Regions from separate parts of the Mus musculus genome. Here all the other regions are linked to region 3. Evidence: chromatin contacts called from public promoter capture Hi-C data. All regions are on one chromosome and are shown on one strand. Each heading gives the region's core, a stretch centred on a gene start, on an enhancer-like site or on the middle of the called end of the contact. The rest is flanking DNA. Distances are from core to core; before and after follow the strand shown.

Region 1 (3,584 bases), core at 641-3,140, 1.5 Mb after region 3:
TTTATAAATGCATCAGGTTTGATTCAAGTTAGGAGGGGACAGGTAATGGGAAGTGAAAAAGGCTAACAGTAAATCAGGAAGACTCTGACAGGGCTAGCTCAGCCTTACTCCAGCCTGTGACATTTTTTTGTTTTAATTGATCGGATCATGGTCTAGATTATTTTTTGTAGGACTCGAATGCCCAACATAATTAGGATTTTTCAGAGAACGAGGAGCAGTATTATTAAAAGAGATAGATGTAAACATAATATTTTGATTATGTTTATCTACTATGTAGACAGAGGTAAACTTTAGTCACAATTGGGGTACTAATTGTAAAATTATGACAGGAAATAATTTTTCAGTGACTTAAACTTGATGCCACAGATATGATAAATTTAAAATTATCTAGACACAAATTTTATCTAAAATATACTCTGGTAATAATACTTTATAAATCTTTATAAAATGTTTGCTATCATTCTTAAAGCAGTATACAAACAGATCCAAGTTAGATGCCCTCTAACTATATGGTAGTTTGATCTCCTTGATTTCAAAACAATTGCAGAGACAGGGATTTAGAACCACTGAATTTAAAAAGGTAGTGCCTGCCAGTCTATTTGCATACCATTGAAAATAGCTAAGAAGACAAAAAAACGTTCTTGTCCCATGTGGTTGATTAAATTGTATGACTTCTTAGTCTAATGTTAACCTAGTGAGTTTAGCCCTAAGTTACAAAGTAGGTCATAGGTATTTCTACTAGTTGTCTGTAAGTTGATAGGGCTTTCTTTCTGTAGTCTTGAGTCAAATGGCCAGTTTCTAGCAGCGTGGTGTGTTGCAAGGAAATTCCTTAACCTGTCTGAGTCACTTTTCTCTTTACCTAAGAGAGGGGCCTGGGGGAGGGTAGAATGAGAACTATGATGAGAATGAAGGAGTGGGGGAAAGAGGGACATCCTGTCTCAATTATAGGATGCAAAGAAGGTGAAAAGTGTGAAACTTTGAGCAGGATGTAAAGTGAATTAAGTAAGAAGAAAACAAAGCATGAAAGTGCCTCGTGAAAAGTCTAGGTCAGCCCCCAACTGGTTGGTTTACGTGCAGCAGCAGCCGCTGAACACATTCTTTCCACATTTAAATCTGCATTACAGAAGCTCCAGGGTAGCCTTAAGATGGGAGCTTGAGGCCGATTTTGCACTTCTGGCTGAGTCGTAAAGGTGCTGGAGGCTTGAGGAATGCCACCTCAACAGTTTGCCATTTTGAGCGTGCAACAGAGGCAGTGAGCTACACTTGCTGACAGGCTGATTAGACGATCAGAGCTCTGGCCAAGAACCAAAGCCGAAAGAATGCAGATGTTCAGATTAGCAGCTTAATTCAAGGCAGATAAGGCAGGGCAGTTATCCACAATCTCTGAGGCATTTGGTAGAATCTGCCATCAGTTCAACTTTGCTCCAACCAACCCAATTTTCTTACCTGCTGATTCCAAGCTTCACAGTTTAAGGTCCTTTTGCTCCCTGAAGCAAGATCCAAATCTTCAGAAATTCCAACCTGCTAGTCTCCTGGTGAGCTAACCCTGGATGGTGAGCTGCAAATAAGTCTGGATATTCGGGATGGTCCACTCCATTCACAGGGCTCCTGCTCTTTAGGAATGTTTCTTTTCCAGAGGAGAGAGGTCAGGCCATGGCACATTTGCTAGCCAATAGACCTCGACTCTTCTTCCTGTTTCTTAGTACTTCTCAAGCCGCTTCAACCCCGCCAGAGTTTGGCTTCCCTGGTTTAAAGTGGGGGAAGGGAAAGAGCGGAGAGGGAAGAAGAATAGAAACTGGAGACTTGCACGTAATATGCACAAATGAGTGTTTATCTCTGGCTACTGCAATAGAATCCTCAGGAAGTCATGCAGCTGCTCTGAGGTGGGAAGTAAGGAGGAGTGTCTGCTGTTCAGCTTACTTCTCTCTGATTTTTATGACTGGAGGGTGCTTAGGCTATTTGTAGGCGGGGAAAAGATAATCCTACCAGTATATGCTAATATATCTGGCATTATGTGAAACTTGATCTTAAGATATACTTCCTCTTTACCTCTCTCCTTCCATATATCCTCTCTCCTTCACAGGCTGTATGTGTGTGTGTCCCCCTCCTTCATGAAATTTGTGATTCTATAAGAATTTTGAAAAGCATTTTTCTTTTTGATTGTCTCATATCCTAGGAGGAAAAGGACATGCCAATCTAGAGTGTGCTAATTAGAACCTGAGGTGTGATTTGATGTTGAAGACAAATTGATAAGATTTTGAAGTAAACTGGGTGAATGAACTACTTTGAATTTTACTATGAAAGTCCTGTGTTGGGATACACACACACACACACACACACACACACACACACATTGTGTAAACGTAGCCTTATTATTAATAACTAGTTGGAAGGACTTGTAAATGTCCTTATAACAGTGGCTTTCTGGCCAGTTATGGGCTACAAGAAAGAAATTTCTCAAATTTTCCATCTTTAGGCAGCCTAATGACTTTACAGTCACTCTTTATCCTCTTCCACGGAATCCTTGGATGCAGTGGTAATGATGATGCTTGGGAGAAAAGGTCGTCCAAGAACATTTAAAAGGGAAGCAAACATTTGGATTCAAGAGCAGACTTTAATCCTATCTTGGGAATTTTATTGCTATTTTAGCCAGTATTTATTCAATGGAATTGAGTTTATAAGAGATACAGAGTATAAAGTTTTACTTCCCCTCCAGTATGTGTTGTTTTCAAGGAGTTTGAGTTATGGCAGAAGGGGTATTTTTTTTTAGATACTGAAGAAAAGTGCTTTAAGATAGCACCACTTGGGGCTGGTGAGATGGCTCAGTGGGTAAGAGCACCCGACTGCTCTTCCAAAGGTCCAGAGTTCAAATCCCAGCAACCACATGGTGGCTCACAACCATCTGTAATGAGATCTGATGCCCTCTTCTGGTGTGTCTGAAGACAGCTACAGTGTACTTACATATAATAAATAATAAATAAATCTTAAAAAAAAGAAAAGATAGCACCACTGTTGGTGTAGCATCGAGGGGGTGCCCCCCCCCTCTGACTTCTTTATTTCTTTAGTTGTGTCTCTGTTCCTGAGTGATGGGAAGAACAGGCTTTCCATCAGCTCTGACAGGGCTTCACTTTCTATTAGCTGCTCCAATCTTACTGTGTTTTCTGGAACTGACTGCATTCCATTTCTCCTTTCCTTCTCTCGCCATCCTTTCTTCTCCATCCAGTTTCGTTGCAGCTATCGCCTTACATTTTCAGAAGATGTTAACAGGGTAGACTGACACCTCTCTACTGTTACCTCCCTGCTTCCCTCTCCTCACTTTCCTAGATGCTTTTCAGTTCTGACATTTTAAAAAGTGTGGTAGAGAAGATCAAGTAAGGAGAGCGCTGGAAAATGGGTCTTCACATATATATTAGATGATGAATCTGTGTTAGTAAAACACCACTAGGTAGAAAGTTAAGGGGTTTTCAGTCATGTAGTATTCACATACCCACTCTAGGCCAAAAGATCTTCTATGGAGAGTATACAGATGCAGAGCTGAAGGGGCCTGGAAAATGATCTTGTTTAAAATTTAATTTTAGCTGAAA
Region 2 (3,222 bases), core at 260-2,759, 1.1 Mb after region 3:
AGGACTGGTCAGCCCGACACTGGATGGCCAGTCTCACGTCATCGGCATCAACAGTGGGTTTCTTAGCATGACTCGAATAAATCTTTGCATCGTCCAGAATTGTAGTCACATATCCTTTAAGAGCAAAATAATTTTTTCTTAAACGAATGAAGAGATTTCAAGGCAGGATCTTAACTAGCCCATACCGGCCTCACTATATCGCCAAGGGATCCCTTGGAACTTCCGATCCTCTTGCCTCTCCTTCTCAAGGGCTAGATTACAGTATGCATAACCAAGACTAACCTAAAAGCACCTTACTATTTATGCTCCCTGGTTTTTAAAGGTTCCGCTAATTTCTGGAACCTTTATGAATTTTGGTTTTAATCGCTAATTGTCCTATTCGCATACTTTACTTATGCGGACATGCCATATCTAAATACTACAACCCCTTAACTTGCGCTCCTTTTTAGTGCTTTACTCATCTCTAGATTAGTAACAACTGCTTTTGGTTTAAAGTGTTATAGCAAACGAGCTTCTCTAATTCATGAGGTCAGGTTTTGGGTGTATTCACTTATTTAACTTACGGAAAGCAAATTCCAACATTTGATTTATAACCCTTGGCTCATACTCTGTGATTCCCATATCCTTCAGGATCTGTGCCATCACCTGTGGATTCAAAGAAAGACAAAATGCCAGACGGAATGCGCGATGTTAAGTGAAAGAAATCAAGGCTGGATGGAAGGCATATTTTTATATGCAGCAAACCGTTCCTCCTTGTGCCTCTCCCAGTGTTTGCCTATCAGTGATCACACAAAATCAGGCATATGTTCTTGCTGAAAACTTTTAGCAAGGGTGGGAGCAAAGGCACAAGAATGGCCTTTACCGGCTTTCCAGGCAGAGGTAGGGGTGGGTCCAGCTGGCTGTCATTTTCGGATCTGTCAGCGAGGGAAGCTACTAGCATCAGAACCCATGTCGCAGTCAGGGAATCCTCGTGAAGCGAGGAGGCTGCGGACTTGTGGGTGGGGGTGGCCTCGGGCCAGCGAGACAAAGCCCCGCGGCAGCCCTTTGGAGGGGCTCCCCAGGAGCAAGGACGGAGCCCCAGGGACAGGGGGACTCCACTGCCCTTTCCCAGCCACGTCTACCGGCTGCAAACGGCGCGCGATCCCCGCCAGGCGCTCGGGCTCCCCCGGCAAGCGCTCGGGCTGGCCTGTCTCACAGGTCCCAATGCTACGGAGTGCGCCGGGCCCTGCTCCCCGCGCGCGCTTACCAAGGCATCTCTCGGAGCGTTCTTGATAGGCGCCATCTTGGCCGGCTCCATTTTCTCTTGCGGCTCCTCAACCTCGGAGATAGAGCTGCAGGCGGTTTCCACCTCGGTCTGGCTCCACCCCTGTGGGGGATGGAAGGCGGTCCTAGCACGCAGCTCCCCGGCCGGGGCTGCTTCCCAGCCGCCAGCCCCCACCTGTGTGGACTTGGCTACCCGGGGCCCATGCAGGTTCGGAGGTGGAGAGGTGCGGAGGAAGTCGCCCTAGCGATGCTCAGCGACTCTGCGCCATGCAGCGCCAGCTCCCCTCCGACCATCCTCACTCCCACTTAATGCCCACTGGTCCTCGGAGTTTCCTGGAATTCCCTCAGAGGCCCTTCCTCCACTCGGCCGCTGGGTGAACATGGTTCTGGCAAACGCGACAGCCCGTTCCATTTGAATATCACATTAACAACGAATGTGTATCACCACCTCGGCACACAGGCCATGTTGATACTGCAAAATTAGTTGCTCCTTAGCTGACATCCAAATTTAAGTGGGCATTAGGAAATCTTTTTCAAATCTGGGAACCCTACCCAATAGACCAGAGGTTTTCGACCTGCGGGTTGCGACTCCTTCGGGGTCGAACCACCCTTGCACTGGGGTCGCATACGCTGTTTACATTACAACTCATAACAGCAAGAAAATTACAATGATAAAGTAGGAACAAAAATACTTTTATGGTTGGGGGCTCACCACAAGCTGAGGAACTGCATGAAAGCATCTCGAAGGGGGAAAGCCACTGCAGTAGATCCGGTTCTTCACACGTGGGGATTTGGTCTAGCCTACAAAAGCACCGGCTTCCCTACGTCCTCACGGTCTGAGGGGCTCCAGCCTCTAGGGTGGAAACTGGACTCTTTTTTGTCTCCCAGATTGCCCACTCCCATATATATATATATATTTTCAGAATAGGGACCGGCTAAGAGAGGTTTCGAGCGGTTAAACGCTCTTCCGGCATGACAAGTCTGATGACCTCTGAATTCCACAAATGCCCCTGGGCGTGAGTACCCCGAGGTTCACGAGGTTCACGCCATGGCTTCTACTTCCCCTACCCTTAGAATTACGAAGTTAACAGTCTCTGGTTTAAAACGAGTCCGAGAATCCCGTTCCTACGTTTCTCAACAGCCCTGTTCTCTTCCGCCTTCGAAAAGGTTGCCAGGACACCTGGATCAGACACAACCAGGCCCATTAATTAGCGACAAGTCCTATCAGGGTAACTTCACAAAATTACATCCCATCTCGTTGGTACCTAGCTCTAGAGCGTTGATAGTAGCATCTTTCCGCCGACCGCTTACGAAGATTAGAGAATTAGGCCTACCAAATGAGGCCCTTTCACGTCCTCACAACTGAATGGGCCTCGTAGTTATAACAAAGACTGTTTTACTTAAAATTCTCCAGGAGTACCTCTCACAGATTTAACATTTCGGGGCTTAGCGAACCCTTCAGTTTAGGTAGGGCAGTTTACCTCATCCGAGGACGACTCCTCCTCGACAATCTGGTCAAACGCATCCGACTCCTGGTCAGCCATCTTGAACTTTGATGCTCTTGCGGAACCCACGCTGACGGCTCCCAAGCCCCGCCCCACGCACCCCGAGCCCCGCCCCCTGCTCCCCCCTCGCAGCCCCCCGCCCCACGTGCCCTGAGCCACGCGCCCTGCTCCCCCGCCCTCGCAGCCCCCCCTCGCCCTGCTCCCTAGCTCTTCCTTGTCCCGCCCGTAGCGTCTTTTCCCCACTCGTAAGCCAGCTGACCAGTGTTCAAAACCAACGATTACCTTTTCAAAGCAAGTAGAAACTAATAAATGAGTAGTTTGTACCTAGTATATAACAATTAAAAAGAAAAGAAAAAGCGCCGTTTAATTCCTACAGTTTTGACTTAAAACTTGTCTATGCAAAATATGAGAGTATCTTGTTTCTATCGTCTTTCCCAAAGTAAGTTATTTTACT
Region 3 (3,586 bases), core at 478-2,977:
TTTATTGTAGATTTTCTAAAGAGGTTTCTAAAAGCTGTGGATTACAATTCTACTTTCCTGGTCCAGCCTTCGCCAAGTAATATTTGCTGTTTCTCAGCACACACCTCACATACAGCAATGAGAATAATAGTGTTCAAGCTGACTTGGGAAGAAATACATTGGTGTGCTGGTGCTGCTATACCTCCAGGGAGGAATCCTAAAGGCTGTTTTTAATTATACAAATGAGCTCTCTAGAAGAGTTTCCTTGTCAGTGGTTATGATAGAGCAGGTGGTCCTTCACTGAAACATAGCTATGTCATGATAAGAAGGAACAGAAATAAGCCAAATGTATGATAGTTAGTGTTTATTTTTTAAATAATGTGACCACCCCTGAGTGTTCCATATGTGACTGTTCTATTGTACATGGTATAATTTTGTGTGCAGCTATTAAATTAACAACTTTATTTAAATTGTGATCTCTTTTAATTCTAGTGCAGGCACATGGAAGAGCCCCTTCTTTGTGTGTGCTTGACAGTCATTAGGAAACATGAACTCTCATGCACACTAATGTGAACAAGAAGGAACACTCAACTCCCCAAATGTACACGTGTCTTCTGCTGCAGCAGAATATAGCATGGCATTTTTAACTGCATTCTGGGCTTGCTTCTCACCAGCTTGATTTTAATAGACTGTAGCAGAATCTTTGGGAAAGCTCCTCCACAAGTTTCACTTATGAAAATGAGCCTGTTCTCCTAACCATAGACATTAGCCAAGATTCAGAGGCTAATCATATGCACATATTTAGGTAATGCTGTAATAGGCCCATAGTCGATTTTGTGGACCCATGTGCTGAATGCAATGTGGATAACATAAAATATTGTTGGAATATGACACCATATGATTGATTCTGTTAAAACCAGTTGGTACTGCACAAAGCTACACAAGATTAACTTCACAGAAACATGCAGAATACTGGCAGCATAGGTAACCATGAGGCCCTATAAGGAAACCAAATGTTTCCTTCTATCCATTATCCTTCTAATTCTGGACAGCTTCCTGTGCTTTAGCTGGCTCATATTCCAGTAGCTCTTTAGTAACTAATAGAAACCTTCCCAGAGACTTGCCTCCATAAACCATGCTAATTGCAGTTTTCAAAACCTGACAGTGAGTTTTTCTAACAGACCCCATGGTGCTAACTAACTGTCCTAGGATAATTAATTTTGGGTGTGGTTGGAATAGCACTATTGAAGGACTCCACAAAAGAGATTACATTTTTCTACATTGGTAAGGGTTGGGACTGTGCAGTGAAAATTTCTAGCTAGCTACAGGTTTCCTAAGTAGAACTAAATCCCAGCCCTTTGGAGAAGGGGCAGTAATTTGAGAGGTATTAGAGGTTTCGATAGAGAAAATGACAGAGGAGACAAGGGAGGGGATGAAAGCTGCACCCTTCCATGCGCCACGCACATTTTCCCCAATGCATCCTTAGGATGCAATTTTGAAAATCTATCAAGTACCTGACACTTGGGTAGAAACCTTCTAGTAGGTACCCTGACTCTTGAGAAATAGCTAGTATTACCTCCATTTACCCATCTGCTCCAAGCTCCTTGTCTCCTATCAAAGCCTCCCTCCTGCCATTGCGCAGTTTTGGTGCAGAATCACCAGGTCCACTTTCGCAAACCCACGGGAGAGGCTGGGTTGGGCGGGGTCGCCTTGTCGCAGAGCCCAACTGCGCCTGCGCGGACTGCGGCAGAAGGCGGGGTGTGAGAGGCGAGCATTCTGAGACTAGCGTTCACAGTCGGCTAGAACCTTCGTTCTTGCCCACCACCTCTAATTTCTGCTCCTGCGACTTGCTCGGGCCTGGCAGCAGCAGCATTCCTGCTCTAGCGGCAGTTCCGTGCAGAGGCGCCTACATACCTCTCCCCCTCGTCTGTGAGATCGCGGGCCTGTCAGTGTCAGCTTCCACACGTCGGTCGACAGGACCATGTCGCTGGTAAGCCAGAATTCGCGCCGCCGCCGCGGTGGAAGGGCCAATGCGCGCAGAAACAACGGGAAGGGTCACCCTGCTGCTGTGCCAGGCCCAGACGTCCCTCGGGATCGCAACGATCCTAAGATCCTCCAGGGCCTCCGCGCCTCTGAGGGCCCTGGCACCTCCATGCTGCCCACCCCCCGGGAGGGCCCAAGCGCCTCTGTGCCGCCCACCGCCTCAGAGGGCTCAAGCGCCCCTAGGCAGTTCATCATTTCCCAGGGGCCGAACACCTCCGAGATGCCCACCTCCAGGAAGGGTCGGGGCGCCTCCCGGCCTCCTGCAGTTTCCGCAGGGCTGAACACCGCTATGTCAATCACCGCCTCGGAGGGCCCGAATAGCCCTGTGCCGCCCACTGCTCCTAAAGGCTCAAAGGCCTATGAGCATCTCCCTGTCTCAGAAGGGCTGGCCATCTCTGAGCAGCGTCACTCTGATGGGGGCCCTAACATGGAGCCCACCCTGGGTGAGGGCCCGGGAATCTCGGTGCCGCCCACCTTCTCTGAGGAATCGGGCATTTCTGATGAGGGCTTGAGCATCTTTATGTCGCCCAACATCTCGGAGGGACCGGGTATCAACGAGCCCTACTCCGTTAGTGAGGACCCAAGCACTTCGGTGCCGCCCACTGACTCTAATGGACTGGGCATCAACCTGCCGCCCACCTTCGGTGAGGGCCTGAGCATCTCTATGCTGTTCTCCGCTTTGGAGGAACCCGACATCTTTGCGCCGCCCCCCTCCGCTGAGGGACTGTTCGCCTCCATGTCGCCCCCCTCCGGTGAGATCCAGAGCTCCTGGGTGTCGCCCATCATAATGGAGGGATGTAACGTCAACGTGCCGCCCACCTCCAAAAAGGGACTGCGCACCTCGGTGCCATCAGCTGCTTGTGAGAGCCCGAGCACCTCAGCCGAGGGCCTGAGCTCGTCCCTGTCATCCATTTCTGCTGAGGGCTTCTGCAGCTCGCTGGCGCCATGCGCTGCGGAGGGATCCTGTGAGCTGCTTCCCTGCGGGGAGGGCCGGAGCACCTCGGAGCTGCACTGCCTGGGGGAGGGGTCGAGCACCTCGCAGATGTCCCTAGCTGCCGAGGGCCCTAGCGCTTCTGGGATGCCCACTGAAGCTAATAACCCCGAGGAAGCACTGAGCTGCTGTGCTTCTGAGCGCAGGAACAAGAGCACCTCCCGTGCTCTGCAAAAGGCCAAGGATCCATCTGTACGCCCAAAGCGTGAAGACCGCTTCCTGGATTTCCAGGTCCTGAGAGACAGTAAGAATTCCAACTCCATCACCATTATGGGCCTGGGCACCTCCCGCGTTGCTCTTACCTTGAAGCCTCAGGATCCCATGGAGCAAAACGTAGCAGAATTGTTGCAGTTTCTGCTGCTGAAGGATCAGACCAAGTACCCTATCAAGGAATCTGATATGAGGGAATTCATTGACAAAGACTATCGCCACCAGTTCCCGGAGATCCTCAGACGAGCAGCAGTCCACCTGGAGTGCATTTTTCGGTTTGAACTGAAGGAGCTCGACACTGAGGAGCACATCTACATCCTGCTCAACAAACTGGGACCAGTGCCCTTTGAAGGGTTAGAAGAC
Region 4 (3,564 bases), core at 772-3,271, 1.6 Mb before region 3:
AACGCAAGCGGATGAGTCAAATGTCCTTGAAATGGCCTTAGATACTTTTCTTTCTTTTAATAGGTGAGGTTTCAATGATTTACATCGACCAAGAACCCGCAGCCTCGGTCTCTCGAATCGGATCCGACATCATCCAACACTTCAGTGTTAGAATTGCAAGCATGCGCTCTCCCGACCTGGGCAGGCACTTCGAAAAAATGATGACTAAAGACACACGTGAAGTACCAAGCGAAACTCACGTCCTTATGGGACAGTGACTCATCACAGTCTAATTCCATCCTGGCCACCAAGCAATAATGCACATTTCTAACTGGAAGTCAAGCAAACACCAACACTTTCACACTTGTGCCCATTTCTGACGAGTTACGTCAAGTGGCAACCAACACTTCCACTTAGCCTTGCCTCAGCTTCGAGTGGCACAAGGTAGGACCAACCACACCCTACCATAATGCACCAAGTGTACCCTCGGGCAAAGCCCGCCAAGTAGCTAAAGCCCGCCAAAAAAAAAATCACTGAAAGAAACCACTAGAGGGCAGGTCACATGACTTCCGCCATCTTAGACACATTCAAGAGCATGTGCCACCTCTCCAGGCTAACTCAGACATGAAGCTGACATGTGACACACAAAGCCCTTTGCGTTATACCGCACCAAGAACTTGAGCCGCCATCTTTTCCTGTACGACCTAAATGTCCTATAATCCATTGCTACACACCAGAACAAAGATTGGGCTGTCGAGCCTCGGGTGGAGCCCCCGAGCCGCCATTTTATAGACTTCTGAGCAGCCCTTAAAGCCACGGGGGACCGCGCCAGGGGTCCATATGCACACACACCCTGCCCAATCCCCACACCCACGCTGAGCCCTATCCCCTAGTCCTCTGCGGCTTCCGCGCAACACCGCACACTAATACGAGCACTCCTTGGCTTTCTACTTCCGGCTAGCACAACCCCGCAAATGCTACCACAAATCAAGGCGAATCCCGCAACCCCGCACATATAAAGAAAGCCTTTAGCTAGCGCAGCGCAATTGGTTGCTTTTATCCAGTCCGCTGTGCTCCTCGGTGTCCTAATTCTTGGCGTAACTGGCTCGAGAATAGCCGTATCACGCAGAAGCCATAATGGCGGACGCGGGCTCTCCACGCCCTGAACACCCACTCAGTTTAAGAGCAAAGTCGTTTTTCTAAGCCATAGGTTCACTCACACAGCACCAAACGATCAGCAGCAACAGTACACGCAAATAAGAGGCATAGATATTCCAGGTAGTGCAATAACTCACAAAACCATATTTCCATCCACCAAGCGCCCCGTTGGGCCGTGAAAAAAAAAATTTAAAGCAGGTATCCACAGCCCCGATGGGCAAAAGAAAAAGAAAAAAAAATAATAACAGCAGGTATCCGAGGCCCCGTTGGGCATGGGAAAAAAAGACTAAACGCAGGTATCCGAGGTCCCGATGGACCGAGAAAGGTTTTTTTGTTTTTTTTTTTTTTTTTACAAAAAGCAGGTATCCATGGCCCCGATGGGCTAAGGAGAAGAAAAAAAGAATAAAAGCAGGTATCCACAGCCCAGATGGGCAAGTTTAGAAAAAAAAATAATAAGAAAAAAAAAGAATGAAAAGGCAGGTAAGTATCCAAAACCCCGTTGGGCATGGAATGGCGGGGAGGACACACAGGTATCCGTGGCCCCGATGGGCAAGAATATATAAACAATGAAAGAAAGGTAAGTCCACCATACACACACAAGTATCAACCAAAAGGCACAACAAAGAAATATTCCTTAAAAATGAAAAATTGACTGAAAATATTACAAATATCAAAAAGTATGGAGGACATGTCAAAAAAAAAATCTTACCAGAACATATCAAAACGTCAAAAATCTCGTGGAATTTTGATATGTTTTCTTAAATAAGCCATAAGGCTTGGTGGTAGGGGAACTAAAAATGTTCCCCCAAAGCTCCTTAGATGGAGAGAAACCACGGAAGAACCGCACATCCACGGGAAACGAGCAAACATGGCTGGAGCAAGCCGTTGCACGCCTTTAACTGATCCGCGGCGCTGAAGGCGGAGAGACCAGAAGAGGAGTGGCCACAAAGATTGCAATTCTGACATCTTATTGGACCTTTAGGTCTAACTATATTATAAAAAAATTAAAATGAATAAAGATGGAGGTACGTAAGCTCAGTGACATGACGCGTGAATTTCATTATTTTGCGCGATAATGAAGGATTATCCTATTTTACAGCTAAAAACGTTTATGTAGAACTTCCACATAAACATTAAATAATGTACATTAGGTCACACACCTGTCTATGCAAAATTTCAATATATCTTCTACTTGGACAAACCATGTATCGCTCCGCGTCTTGGACACTAGAAGTTCTTCTGCATTAGTTGGCGACCTCAGATGAGGAGAGGAAAGGGTAGAAATGCCTCACAAAATGGCTCCTTGGTTCCTAAATTATCAGAGTATTAGTTGTGACCGATTTGGTGGGCTTACGCTCATAGTTTTGGGTCATTGGCATCTTAGTCTTTCTCTGGGAACCTGGTGACTCCATACCTTGGGACAAAAACGCACTGAAGTACGTTACTCGCTAGCAGTAATGAAAAATAATTCCTAAATGCCAAAGCAAAGCCTGAGGGAATAATAGCTCATTGGTATCTTACTCGCCCCAGAGACACTGCTAACTTAAAAGAACTGTCAAATTTTGTTAACTGTCAAACTATGAATATCCACATGAAAGAGATCAGACACCCTGGGTATTAGAAAATCAAAGGATATTGTTGTCTCGTTGATTCACGCTGACAAATAATTCACAGTCTGTTCTAAGTTCCCTTTAGGCGTCCCATGAATAATAAAGGACACAAAATTGGTTTGCTTATGGACGATCAAAGTGCCAGCAATTCACTAATCTTACTATTGAGGTGGTTCAGGTAGGGATGGAAAAATATCTGCTACAAAATAAACTGTTTCAACAAAAGAAAAACAAATTAACAAGTAAATAAATGATGCACACAGACTGAATAAACCAGCAGGTGGCAGCATGAATCTTTCCAAGGCATCTGAAGCCAAACTTGGAGTGCAAAAGGATTCCTATCTGAATTGAGAAGTAAAGGTTACTTTGTCTAACTTTAGTTGACAGAGCGATCAGGATCAGAGTAACAAGCACACCAAAAGCATCACCAGTGAGAAGTCACATAGGACATATTAGGGAAAAAAGACCCAAGGAAGGGCTCTTCACAGCTAAGAGCACCTGGCTCCACGATGGATATGGCTTTGTATAAACGAGAACTTCTAAATGAGCTGTACAAAGAGAATTTAGAACTTGCGAGGTACTGGTCACAGATTATGCAAGCCAGTGTATCATTTTTGTGGGGATGCTAGAGAGAATCATCAAATTAAAGAGTTAAATTTAGTCTCTGTGTTTTACTTAGTCCCAATTCTTGCAAACCTCATCATTCTTTCTCACACCGTGTACATCAAGGTATGTCAGGTTTCGGGGACACTTTTTAGTCTTATCACAAGAAAGCATGAAGGGATATGTGCTAAAACTCAGTTCCTGGGCTGGAGAG

What was found. Promoter capture Hi-C pulls out the DNA fragments that hold promoters and counts their contacts.
Region 1: a promoter capture Hi-C map of embryonic stem cells shows a contact between it and region 3, with 5 times the contacts expected there. The contact joins the promoter of Cysltr1 here to the promoter of Magee1 in region 3.
Region 2: a contact with region 3 is called in a promoter capture Hi-C map of embryonic stem cells, with 9 times the contacts expected there. The contact joins the promoter of Taf9b here to the promoter of Magee1 in region 3. A contact is called at or near these places in 2 of 39 promoter capture datasets (embryonic stem cells and erythroid cells), 2 of 484 Hi-C or Micro-C datasets (cerebellum and uterus), 1 of 115 datasets of contacts at active chromatin or transcription factors (astrocytes) and 2 of 9 other capture datasets (liver and macrophages).
Region 4: a contact with region 3 is called in a promoter capture Hi-C map of hippocampal neurons, with 5 times the contacts expected there. The contact joins the promoter of Xist here to the promoter of Magee1 in region 3. A contact is called at or near these places in 3 of 39 promoter capture datasets (cranial neural crest, hippocampal neurons and pre-B cells), 1 of 484 Hi-C or Micro-C datasets (B cells) and 2 of 115 datasets of contacts at active chromatin or transcription factors (astrocytes and thymic regulatory T cells).

Annotation. Positions count from the first base shown.
Region 1 is chrX:106,601,789-106,605,372 of GRCm38.p6, forward strand. It overlaps Cysltr1 (cysteinyl leukotriene receptor 1), which reads right to left and starts at 1,891. Exons shown (of 4, transcript NM_021476.5): 1 at 1,447-1,891. All of the region lies in intron 1 of Gm5127 (predicted gene 5127), which reads left to right.
Region 2 is chrX:106,218,333-106,221,554 of GRCm38.p6, forward strand. Taf9b (TATA-box binding protein associated factor 9B) reads right to left here and starts at 1,510. Exons shown (of 7, transcript NM_001001176.2): 1 at 1,247-1,510; 2 at 564-645; 3 at 1-114. The coding sequence starts at 1,297.
Region 3 is chrX:105,118,651-105,122,236 of GRCm38.p6, forward strand. It overlaps Magee1 (melanoma antigen, family E, 1), which reads left to right and starts at 1,728. Exons shown (of 1, transcript NM_053201.4): 1 at 1,728-3,586. The coding sequence starts at 1,961.
Region 4 is chrX:103,481,212-103,484,775 of GRCm38.p6, forward strand. Xist (inactive X specific transcripts) reads right to left here and starts at 2,022. Exons shown (of 8, transcript NR_001570.2): 1 at 1-2,022. It also overlaps Tsix.